2 separate regions of the Pan troglodytes genome follow, and region 2 is linked to region 1. A link is a contact called in public Hi-C data. All regions are on one chromosome and are shown on one strand. Each heading gives the region's core, a stretch centred on a gene start, on an enhancer-like site or on the middle of the called end of the contact. The rest is flanking DNA. Distances are from core to core; before and after follow the strand shown. Region 1 overlaps CDC14A (cell division cycle 14A). Region 2 has its middle 40 kb from the start of AGL.

Region 1 (5,427 bases), core at 1,443-3,942:
CAGGTTGAGGTTTAGTGCCTCCCATTTTTACAACTAATAGGAAGCCAGATAGAAAGGTAGTCTGGGAAATGTAGGGCATAGTATATGGACTCCAGCCCCAGTGTCACAGAGCATAAGAGTCGGCTTGGAGCTGAGAGCTGACTAGCATAACAGGGATCCAAGGCAGCAAGAAATACAGCCAAGCACACAGCGTGGAAACAGTCTGGTTCACTTTGCTGGCTGCCGCCACCCCTGGAACCTACCATCATGAATGGGTTCCAATTGAGATAATTGCACTCAGCTGGTATGTTAGGGAATCAGTGAATCCTGAATGGGTTACAGATGTGGCCATCAGTGTGCTGGGAACTTAGTCCCCTGAACTTTTGGAGCTGCCATTGCAAGGCCTGCAATGGCCAAAGCCCCCAGTGGTTGCCTTGGCTGATTAGCTAAGGCTAGGTCTGTAACCCAGCTGACTGTGTAGCTCCCAGGAATACTCACATGATGGTGGAGCCACTCAAAAATAAAAGGGGATTTAAAGGTGGAGCATCTTCCTCCCTCAAAAAAAGGAAGTGTCCACGAAAGTTATTCTTTTTATTTTTAACTAAAAAAAATTTATATTTTAATTGATAAAAATTATATATTTATGGTGTACAACAAGTTTTGAAATATGTATACATCGTAGAATGGTTAAGTCAAGTCTTACTTAAGTATTCACATATTTATCATTTTTTGTGGTGAGAAGACTTAAATTTTACTTTCTAAATGACTTTAAAGTATATAATACATTGTTATTATAGTCACCATGTTGTACAATAGATCTCTGGGACATACTCCTTTCTAACTGAAATTTTGTTTTCTTTGACCAATATCCTCCCAGCACCCCCTCTTTTAGTTTCTTAATCTGTTAAATGGAATTAGCCATACTTAAGAGATGGTTTTGAGAATTTGAAATGATACACAATTGTGACTTGTACATAGTAGGTGCTTAATAATTGCTTCTGGGGAGCATTGTACTACAAATTAAAACTATACATATGGCAAAAAAGCTTCAGCTGTAGTTGAAAACTATTTGTCAAGTAGAGAATAAAGCTCAAGAGAGAATAAAGTCACCAAGAACCATTCTAGGTCTGTTATGCACATTTGATTACCTCAAGAATGCTTTTGTTTTGGGAGTGGGAAGAGTATGCTCCCAGGATTCGAATCAAGAGGTTGAGATTTTGAACTTTAGTGATGTATTTTCAGTACTTACAGAAGTTTTCTTTTTAACCTCCTGTGGTGCTTACAGTTATGCAGATTGATGCTTTTAGGAGCTTGCTGTGACCTCTTCTCTCACACAACACACTTTCCTCCCAAGCTTTGTTGAGATTTATACACTTCATTGTTGAGAGTTTTGTATTTCTGGGTTGTGGAAGATGAAATGCATGCCTTTTGCTTACTGCTCCTTTGTTCCTTTAGGTTATCCTCTTCACGCCCCTGAAGCCTACTTTCCTTATTTCAAAAAGCATAATGTGACTGCAGTTGTGAGGCTAAACAAAAAGATTTATGAGGCAAAGCGCTTCACAGACGCTGGCTTCGAGCACTATGACCTCTTCTTCATAGATGGCAGCACACCCAGTGACAACATCGTGCGAAGGTTCCTGAACATCTGTGAGAACACCGAAGGGGCCATCGCCGTTCACTGCAAAGGTGTGTGCAAGGCCTCGGTGGTGGTGGCTGTGCTTATCGAAGGGGCGGGCCAAGGAAGAGCAAATAACATAAAACAAAACCTGTTTAGTGTCTTAGAAAAACAATGAAGTTTTAAATTTCAGACAACTGGGACACAAACTCATTTTAATAACCCCTTCTTAAAGAAACGATTGCTTGGGTGTGGACAATTGGTGGTGGTGTGGCTTTCTTGATATGCCAGTTTTTCAGACCTTACCTTTCCAGGCCCACGTGCCACAATGAGGGGAAATACAGTAGCCGTGTCTTTAGGCTGCAGGAACACCTTTAAACAGGTAAAATTCTCAAGAGACAAGGGTTGTTAGTTTTCTTCTCTCCTTTGTTTTTTTTTCAGAATTGCCCATCTCTTCTCCATCCTCTTGCACTGTCGTGGTTCTGTTTTATGACCCAGTTATCTGGACCCCCATTCCAGTCTCTGCTTTTCCCTCCCCTGCTAGTCTTTGGCTTCATGGAGCAGAGCGTCTTCCATGCCTGTTGCTAGGGGCAATCCGCTAGCTTACAATGCTGCTGATGTGATGCTGCCTCATGGAATAAACTTAAAGAGTTGGTTTTGCAAATCTCTGATCTCTGGGGGTGGATACTTTGGGGCAGGAATTGTTCAGACTATAGAAGGTTTAGGATTGCCAGATTTAGCAAATAAAAATACAGGCTGCCTAATTAAATTTGAATGTTAGATAAACAATGAATACTTTTAAAACAAAAAGTATAAATATGTCCCAAATATTGCAGGGAACATGCATTCTGTATTTTATCTGGCAACCCCATGTCAGCTACTCAGAAAATATGACATACCATTTGCTCTAAGCTTGGCTGTTTGACTTCGAGGAGGCTTAAAATCCACTCCATTCCGAACTTTCGGTATGGATAATACTGGAAATATTCCAGATATTTTACTGGGTCTTTGATTTCAGCGAGGAGAAATCACTAGGGCCACCCTGGGCTGGAGCCTCGAGTTCCTCACGCGCAGCTCCTCCTAGTGTCGCTGGGTGGTGCTGTGCTCATGGTTTTGGGTCTAGACCCGGTTTCCCTCTCATTTTATGCTAATCATCTAGTAGGTGTTGGGGAGGGTACTGTTCTTTTCATGTGCCTAGTGCTGCTGTAACTGACTTATTCAGACGAGTATGGCTTTGGTTCTGACAGAAATTAAAATGCCGTTTTGTAGGCCCTTGTTTCTATGTTTAAGATTTGAGTAGGTGGAGGTACTTTGTGAACATGTGAGCAGAAATGGGAAGCTGCGGTTTCCCAGAGACCCAGAGAGATGGAAATGAGCAGCACGTGGCCCGGGTTTGGAGCAGGGCTCCCCATGCCAGGCTCCCTCCTCCTGGGTGGACAGAGCTCTCCCTCCCCACCCTCCCCATTAGCTAGCAGGATGGGCCCTGGCTTTGTGGGATATCTTGTCTCTGGCGTGGAGTCTGTTAGGAAGGTGTCACTTGCTGGCTCATTTGTGGGTGCTGCTTTCAGGCCACAGTGGGGTGCCAGTGTGTTGGCTTGTCCCCATGTGATTCATTTGCACCCTGTTTGCTTTTCCATTGCGTTTTGTTCAGTATTGCCCAGGTCCAAGAAAAAGCCCACATGTCACGTATTTTAAACAGCAGTAGAACTTGAGAGCTAATGGGAACGTTTGTATCAACGTTTAGCAGGAGATAATCCTATCTTCTCTTTCAAACTTTAGTTTTGTGCCATAAAAATTGTATTTTTTCCTGAGATTAATTTGGCCTTATTTCTTAGTTCAAGTAGTTTTATTATTACTACGTCGTAGAGTTTATCTGTGGATTAGCCATCCATATCTTGGATTGACACATTCAAAGGAGAAGAACTGCAAAGCTTTCATTAAAACTCAGTGTGTTTCTTGATAGTATTTCTCACCTGAGAGACCTTGTGCAAAGAAAACTCTCTGGTGTTAAACATTCTTATTACAGATATTTTCTCTATATTCTTGACCTGTGAATGTTTACCTTTTAAAAAATATATGTATTTATTTTATATTGCAGATTTCTTTTCTTTTCTTTTCTTTTTTTTTTTTTTGAGACAAAGAGTCTCGCTCTGTCACCCAGGCTGGAGTGCAATGGCACAATCTCGGCTCACTGCAGCCTCTGCCTCCCAGGTTCAATCAATTCTCCTGCCTCAGCCTCCCAAGTATCTGGAATTACAGGTGCCCGCCACCACTCTTGGCTAATTTTTTATATTTTTAGTAGAGATGGGGTTCTGCTGGCCAGAACTGGTCTTGAACTCCTGACCTCAGGAGAATGTTGGCCAGGCTGGTCTTGAACTCCTGACCTCAGGTCATCCACTTGCCTCAGCCTCCCAAAGTGCTGGGATTACAGGTGTGAGCCACCGTACCCAGTCTGTATTGTAGATGTTTTTATTTTAAATCAGAACCTTTAACATTGAAGTCAGTTCTTGTATAGGATAGTCACATTTACATGTGGTAATATCTTTTTGAGATTGTTATTTCATTTTCTTCCACTTGCACACACACATAGGATTCTTTTATAAGGATTACACCTTTGGTTTAATTACAGCTGTATTGCTTTTCACAGCATACTTATCTACTATAGGCTTATTAATTATTTTGACATCTGCCCTAATTAAGTCAGCTTAATTTTCTGGGAATTCAAGCAGCACTCAGTCTTTTAATTGAACTAAAAGAAGGAAGGAGAAAGAATCTTATCCTATGTCAAATGAACTTTGGTGGCTACTGAAAAGGGAATGAATATGTCATGCCTCAACGTAAAGTATTTTATACAGAGATAAACTAGAAACCAATTTGCTGGGGATTACATTTCAATATCTGCATTTCACTTTGTGGTTGATAAAAGAGATGGCTATGAATTCTTGAAATCCTCTACCACAAATAATAATCTAAAATACAGCAACGTTGTGATATTCCAGTATGTGATTATTGATGTTCTATAGGGCTTTCAGAAAATGCCTGGAACTATAAAGCAATTGGTGTTTGACTTGGTATAAATAGAACACTTTTCAACATCTTGTCATGCTGTGCCAGGGAGCCCTTTAATTACAAATGCTTAAAAAATTTTGTTAAAGTTTTTATAGAAACTTAGTGAAATGTTCCTATTCAGTTCAGTTGTGGTAAGAGCTCCTAACTATTGAGTGCTAAGTGCGTTCTTTTTATAGATCAAAATTATAGACTCTTTTTTAAAAGGGGGAAGCTGCTTTAGTTTCAGAGAAATTGGAAAATTTCCTGCACCTCCTTTTTGGTTGTGAGTGTGAACAGGAGCCTAAGTGAGGGAGCCATCCAGGTCTTTGCACAGTGGGGAGCAGTGAGAGAGAGTGTTGTCTCCAAAAGGAAGGCCCTTTTCTCTCCAGATAGACACCCAAATTGGTGACTTGAAGGAAGAACTCTGGAAACTCACTGGGCTCTGGCTTCTGCTCCAGGATGTCACCTGTGTTTTATCTATACGGTTGCCTATAGTCTTGCCAGGCATCTAGGGAATTAACAACGATAGGCACTGGGTGAAATAGAAGGCAAATTACGCAGAAATCTTAATCATAAAGGGAGAGCCCCACTGAGACCAAAATTAAACCTCACTCTTCGAAAGAACATTGATGTTTGATCTGGGGCAAGGATTCCTTCAGATTAAAACAGAACACACACACACACCTCATCTAATGAAACAGAATATGAATACTTCTTAAAAAGGAAGGGTTAGCCGGGAGTGGTGGCCCACGCCTGTAATCCTAGCACTTTGGGAGGCTGAGGAG
Region 2 (5,427 bases), core at 829-3,328, 650 kb before region 1:
GATTATATATGCAGGCCCCATAAAACTTTCTTTGTATGAGGAGTTGAGATAGCTCCTGAAAGAGAACTTATTTTAAAGAAATCAGGCACAAGCTGATTCAGTAACAGAGCCTTGGTGGGACAGAAGGGACAATTCTGAACAAAGAATGGTGTTTGACAACTATATTTATTGCTAAAAACAGTCTCCAAGGACTTATATTGCAGTCCTAGGAAGAGGGGAATGATGTAAGTAAAACCAAAGAACTGTGTATTAATTATTGCTGTGTAACAAATTACCACACATTTAATGGCTGAAAACAGTTCACATTTACAGATGCTCCTCAACTCACAATGGGGTTACATCTCAAGAACCCCACCATAAGTTGAAAATATTGTAAGTCAAAAATGCATTAAATATATCTAACTTACCGAACATCATAGCCTAGCCTACCTTAAACATGCTTGGAACACTTACATTAGCCCACAATCAGGCCAAATCATCTGGAACCACAGTACACTATAGAGTACCAGTTTTTTACCCTTCTGATTGTGTGGCTGACTGGGAGCTGTGGCTTGCTGCCACTGCCCAGCATGGAGAGAGAATACTGTACTGTATATCACTAGCCTGTGAAAATATCAAAATTCAAAATACAGTTTCTCCTGAATACTTACGTCCTTTGTCCCATCATGAAGTCACAAAAATCATAAGTTGAACCATAGTAAGTCAAGGACTGTCTGTATAAGCTCACAGAATCTGGGCATAGCTTAACTGGGTCCTCTCCTTCAAGGTCTCTCATCAGGCTGCAATCAAGGTGTTGGCCAAGGCTGTGATCTCATCTGAAAGCTCAACCGAAGAGGATGATCTGCTTCCAAGTTCATGTGGTTGTTAGCAACATACAATTCCCTATGTTTTGTTGGACCGAGAGCCTCAATTTCTTGCAGCTGACAGCCAGCAGCCACCCTCAGTTTCTTTTCACTGAGTCTCCCTAGCATGGCTGCTTGCTTCATGCATGCAAACCCAGAAGGCGATCAAGAGAGTCTGCTAGCATGTAAATTAGTGCAACCACTATGGAGAACAGTTTGGTGGTTCCTCAAAAAACTAAAAATTGAGTTACTGTATGATCCAGCAATCCCATTGCTGGGTATACCCAAAAGAAATGAAGTCAGTATATTGAAGAGATATCTGCACCCCTATGTTTGCTGCAGCACTGTTTACAATAGCTAAGATTTGGACAACCTAAGTGTCCACCAACAGATGAATGGATAAAGAATATGTTATACATATACACAATGGAATACTATTCAGCCATAACAAGAATAAGATCCCATCACTTACTACAACACAGATGGAACCGGAGATCATTTTACTAAGTGAAATAAGCCAGGCACACAAAGACAAACACTGCATGTTCTCACTTATTTGTGTGATATAAAAATTAAAACAGTTGAACTCATGGACATAGAAAGTAAAAGAACAGTTACCAGAGGTTGGGAAGGATAGTGTGTGGGGCAGGGAGAAGGTGGGAATGGTTAATGGGTACAAGAAAATAGAAAGAATGAATAAGACCTGTTTTATCATTTACCTATTTTATCATTTATCTGTTGTGCTATCGCACAACAGAGTGACTATAGTTAATAATAACTTAATTGCACATCTTAAAATAACTCAAAGAGTGTAAATGGATTGTTTGTTACTCAAAGAATAAATGCTTGAGGGGATGGATACCCTATTCTCCATGATGTGGTTATATCACATTTCATGCCTGTAATCAAAACATCTCATGTACCCCATAAATATATACACCTACTATACCCACAAAAATTAAAAAATAAAACTAAAAAAGAGAGTCTGTTAGCAATACAAAAGTTACAATACTGTCCAGTGTAATTGCAGTGTGACATCCCATCACCTCAGCCATATTCTGTTGGTTAAAAGCTAGTCACAGGTCTCATCCACACTCCTGTGAAGGGATTACATAAGCCATAATATCAGGGACAGGGACATATGGAGCCCATTTTAGAATCTTTCTGCCTCAAACTGGTTCATCAAAAACTCTGAAAGTCACTGGAGTATCAGCAGCATGCTTTAGTAGAGTGTAACATAAGAGAAGAAGAAAGTATTTAGTAGTGGAATCTTCTCGTCAGTGTAAGAGCACAGAGAACCTAGAGGGACTTGGGAACAATCTGAGGCTGAAGGATACTAAAACAAACTAGAATTCCTTGTATTTTTGTTTCGGACCAGCCTTAAAAGGGAAACATATTAAAGTCAGTAAATGTAAATAACCACACGGTGGCAGTAGATGCCAAGAAATTTTAAGTGTTACGTGTAACTGAGGGCATGGAAGAGCAAGTTTATCTCCCTATATGGCCACCCACGTTTTCCTTTCTGTCTGACTGCTGGAAGGAAAGGGGGAGGTAACTAGAATCTTTCCACACACTCATCCCTGAAGCACTACCTATAAAGTATTACCACTGAAGAGTGAGGACATAGACAGTTCACTGTATTCCTCCCCCAATTCCTAGAAGAGTAGTAAGGGTCTTAAGGCAGGAGAATGAGACCTCCTGAAATACTTATGAAGCCTTCCCTTATCAAGTACTCACAGCCAAATATTTCAGAGTGGCGTTAATTAAAACAATGTCATACTTGGTCTGCTGTGAAGCCTGCCTAGTTCAGAGTTGATACCACTGGGGAAATCCCAGGGGAAAATAAGTGTCAAATAAAAGAAGGAATATTATTTCCACAAATGAGAGACATTAAGGATAAAGGCTTAACACCATATAGGCATGCCTCACATATATATACAGTGCATATATTCACATGTACACTGTACAGAATTCCATAGTTAGCATTACCCAGTCAGAGTGACTAGATCTGGCATTAATAAAAGAGGAGGTAACTCAACAGAATTGAGTGCTCCAAAGAAGTTGTATTACGAGAGAGGTTTTATTGTCTGAGTTTATGTATAAACCGAGAAATCTTAATAAGACCTTTTCTGATTGTCTCATATCTTCTTAATTAGTCCATATCCAAAGGGGTTAATAACTGGCACTGTTCGAATTTGTTTAATCCTGAGATATTCTACAAAGGCAGTTTGGTGTTACAAAAGTGAAAGTTCCTTATATGTTTAGGTTTTCTTTTTTTCATAGACAAGGTCTCACTATATTGCCCAGGTTGGTCTCAAACTCCTGGACTCAAGCTATCCTCCCACCTCAACCTCCCAAAGTGCTGGGATTACAGGCACGACCCTCTGTGCCCAGCTACGTTCTTTTTCTAGGTAATATAACATTCCCTTTTGCTAATAGATGGGCCAAAGAGTTTGAAAGTGCCTCATCAAATCTAAAATGGTTGTGTTTGTTTTATATAAATGACAATGGTCCAATAGTTGGCTAGTCTTGGAGGGTTGGTAAATTTCTTTCTTTTTTTTTTTTTTTCTCTGAGATAGGGTCTCACTCTGTCACACAGGATGGAGTGCAGTGGCATGAACACAGCTCCCTGTAGCCTCTATCTCCCAAGCTCAAGTGATTCTCCCACCTCAGCCCCACAAGTAGCTGGGACCACAGGTGCAATCCTCCCACCTCAGTCCCCCAAGTAGCTGGGACTACAGGCATGCGCCACCAAGCCCAGCTAATTTTTGTATTTTTGTAGAGACCAAGTTCCACCATGTTGCCCAGGCTGGTCTCCAACTCCTGAGCTCAGGCATTCTGCCCAGCTCAGCTCCCCAAAGTGCTAGGATTACAGGTGTGAGCCACCATTTCTGCCCAAGCATTGGTAAATTTTTAACATTATCTTTTGCCAACTATATACCCATACAAATCACAATAATATGTAATCACCTGAGGAGTTAATATGAGCAAAGATCTGAATCAATTGAAAAGGTGAGCTATGTAGAAATGTGGGGAAAAGATTATTCCAGAATGAGAAAACAGCAAGAGCATGTTTGTTACATTCAAGGAATAGCAACATGGCCAACCTACTTGGAGTACAGTGAGAATGGGATCATTTGCTAGACTCACAGAGAAAATTTTAAAAATAAGAAATAAAAATTTAAAAAAGAAAAGGAAAGAGTGGTGGGTGATGAGGTCAGAGGGAGAAGTAGAACCAGATTGTGCAGAGCCTTGCAAGCCACACCAAGGGCTCTGGATTTTACTCCAGGTGTGATGAAAACCAGTGGAGTTTTCTGAGCACAATTCGTGGTTTTAAGAGGTAACAATAAAATATATTCTTTTTTTTTTTTTAGGTTTGAAAAAGGAAAGTTTATTAGAAAGGAAGAACACTGCAAACGGGTGCAGGGGTGTGCCTTAGCAAGAGAACCAAGTGTGCTCCTGACATATTCTAAGTCTTACATAAAATGTATGTGATATCTATGATTCATACTTACTTGGAGAACTGAACAAGTGAAGAGGTCTGAATTACAATACATTTGTAGGAAGAACTGACAGAATTGGATGAATTGAATGTGAAAATAGGAGATGGAAAAATCAAGAATTACTTCAAGGTTTAGAATTGCTATGGTCTGAATATTTGTGTGCCCTCACCACCTGCCAATTCACATATTGAAACTTAATTCAACTCCCAATGTGATAGTATTAGGTGAGGCTTTTGGGGGGTGATTAGGTCCTTCAGGATAAGAGATTAATTCCATTTGTGCCACTTGCCAAATGGAATTAGTGTCCTTGTAAAACAGGCTGCCTTGCCCTTTCTACTGTGTGAGGACACAGGAAGAAGGTGCCATTTATGAACCAGGAAATGTGCCCTCATCAGATACAGAATCTGCTGGGGCCTTGATCTTAGACTTCCCAGCCTCCAGAACTGTGATAAATGAATTTCTGTTTTTTATAAGCCACCCACTTTTTGGTATTTTGTTCTAGCAGCCCAAATGGACTGAGATAAGGGAGATGGGGAGGGAGTGGAACATGTTAGGGAGCATATCAAGATGTGGCTTCAGACAAGACAAACTTAAGATACCCAGGGAGTTGAGAATCATTTCAGACCTAGAATCAGCAGAACTTGGTGACTAGCTAGATTGGAGTTAGCAAGGAGAAGTCTCTTGAGCTTGCTACGTTTGTCTCTTAGATGAACCATTCCTAATACCTTCAGGTTTCTTCCAGGCACATAACCAATACAACTAGGATTGAAAATCTCCAGACTACGACAAACTCAGAATATTTTCCTACAATAATTGTAATATGTTGAGTAAATGCATCTGGTTCGTATTTAGCTATAACTTCTTATTTAACGAAATCAAAAATAGTCATTGGAGAGGACATTTTTCGCCTTTCAATTGATAGTCACCATGTCCTTTGGATTATGTACCTAAAAAGCAAAACTATTAAAATCACAGCCATCATAGTTACTTCAGAATTGTTGTGGCTCTGAGTGGATAATAGTAATAACTATTGAGCAATAACTATTGAATAATAACAATGAACAATTATTTCAAGCCTGTCA

The links. Hi-C and Micro-C count contacts between places; a contact is called where the count stands out from the background.
Region 2: a Hi-C map of stem cell-derived neural progenitor cells shows a contact between it and region 1, with 8 times the contacts expected there. The contact joins two enhancer-like sites. A contact is called at or near these places in 3 of 7 Hi-C or Micro-C datasets (blood, induced pluripotent stem cells and stem cell-derived neural progenitor cells) and 1 of 1 other capture datasets (stem cell-derived neural stem cells).

The regions. Positions count from the first base shown.
Region 1 is chr1:130,711,581-130,717,007 of NHGRI_mPanTro3-v2.0_pri, reverse strand. CDC14A (cell division cycle 14A) reads left to right here. Exons shown (of 15, transcript NM_001280195.1): 9 at 1,435-1,665. Among named protein-coding and RNA genes, the nearest start is that of GPR88, 74 kb to the right of the region's middle. Within about 2 kb of position 2,692, at least 4 of the 24 cell types and tissues checked have an H3K27ac peak or open chromatin away from gene starts, as enhancers often do.
Region 2 is chr1:131,365,027-131,370,453 of NHGRI_mPanTro3-v2.0_pri, reverse strand. No RefSeq gene overlaps it. Among named protein-coding and RNA genes, the nearest start is that of AGL, 40 kb to the right of the region's middle. Within about 2 kb of position 2,078, at least 3 of the 24 cell types and tissues checked have an H3K27ac peak or open chromatin away from gene starts, as enhancers often do.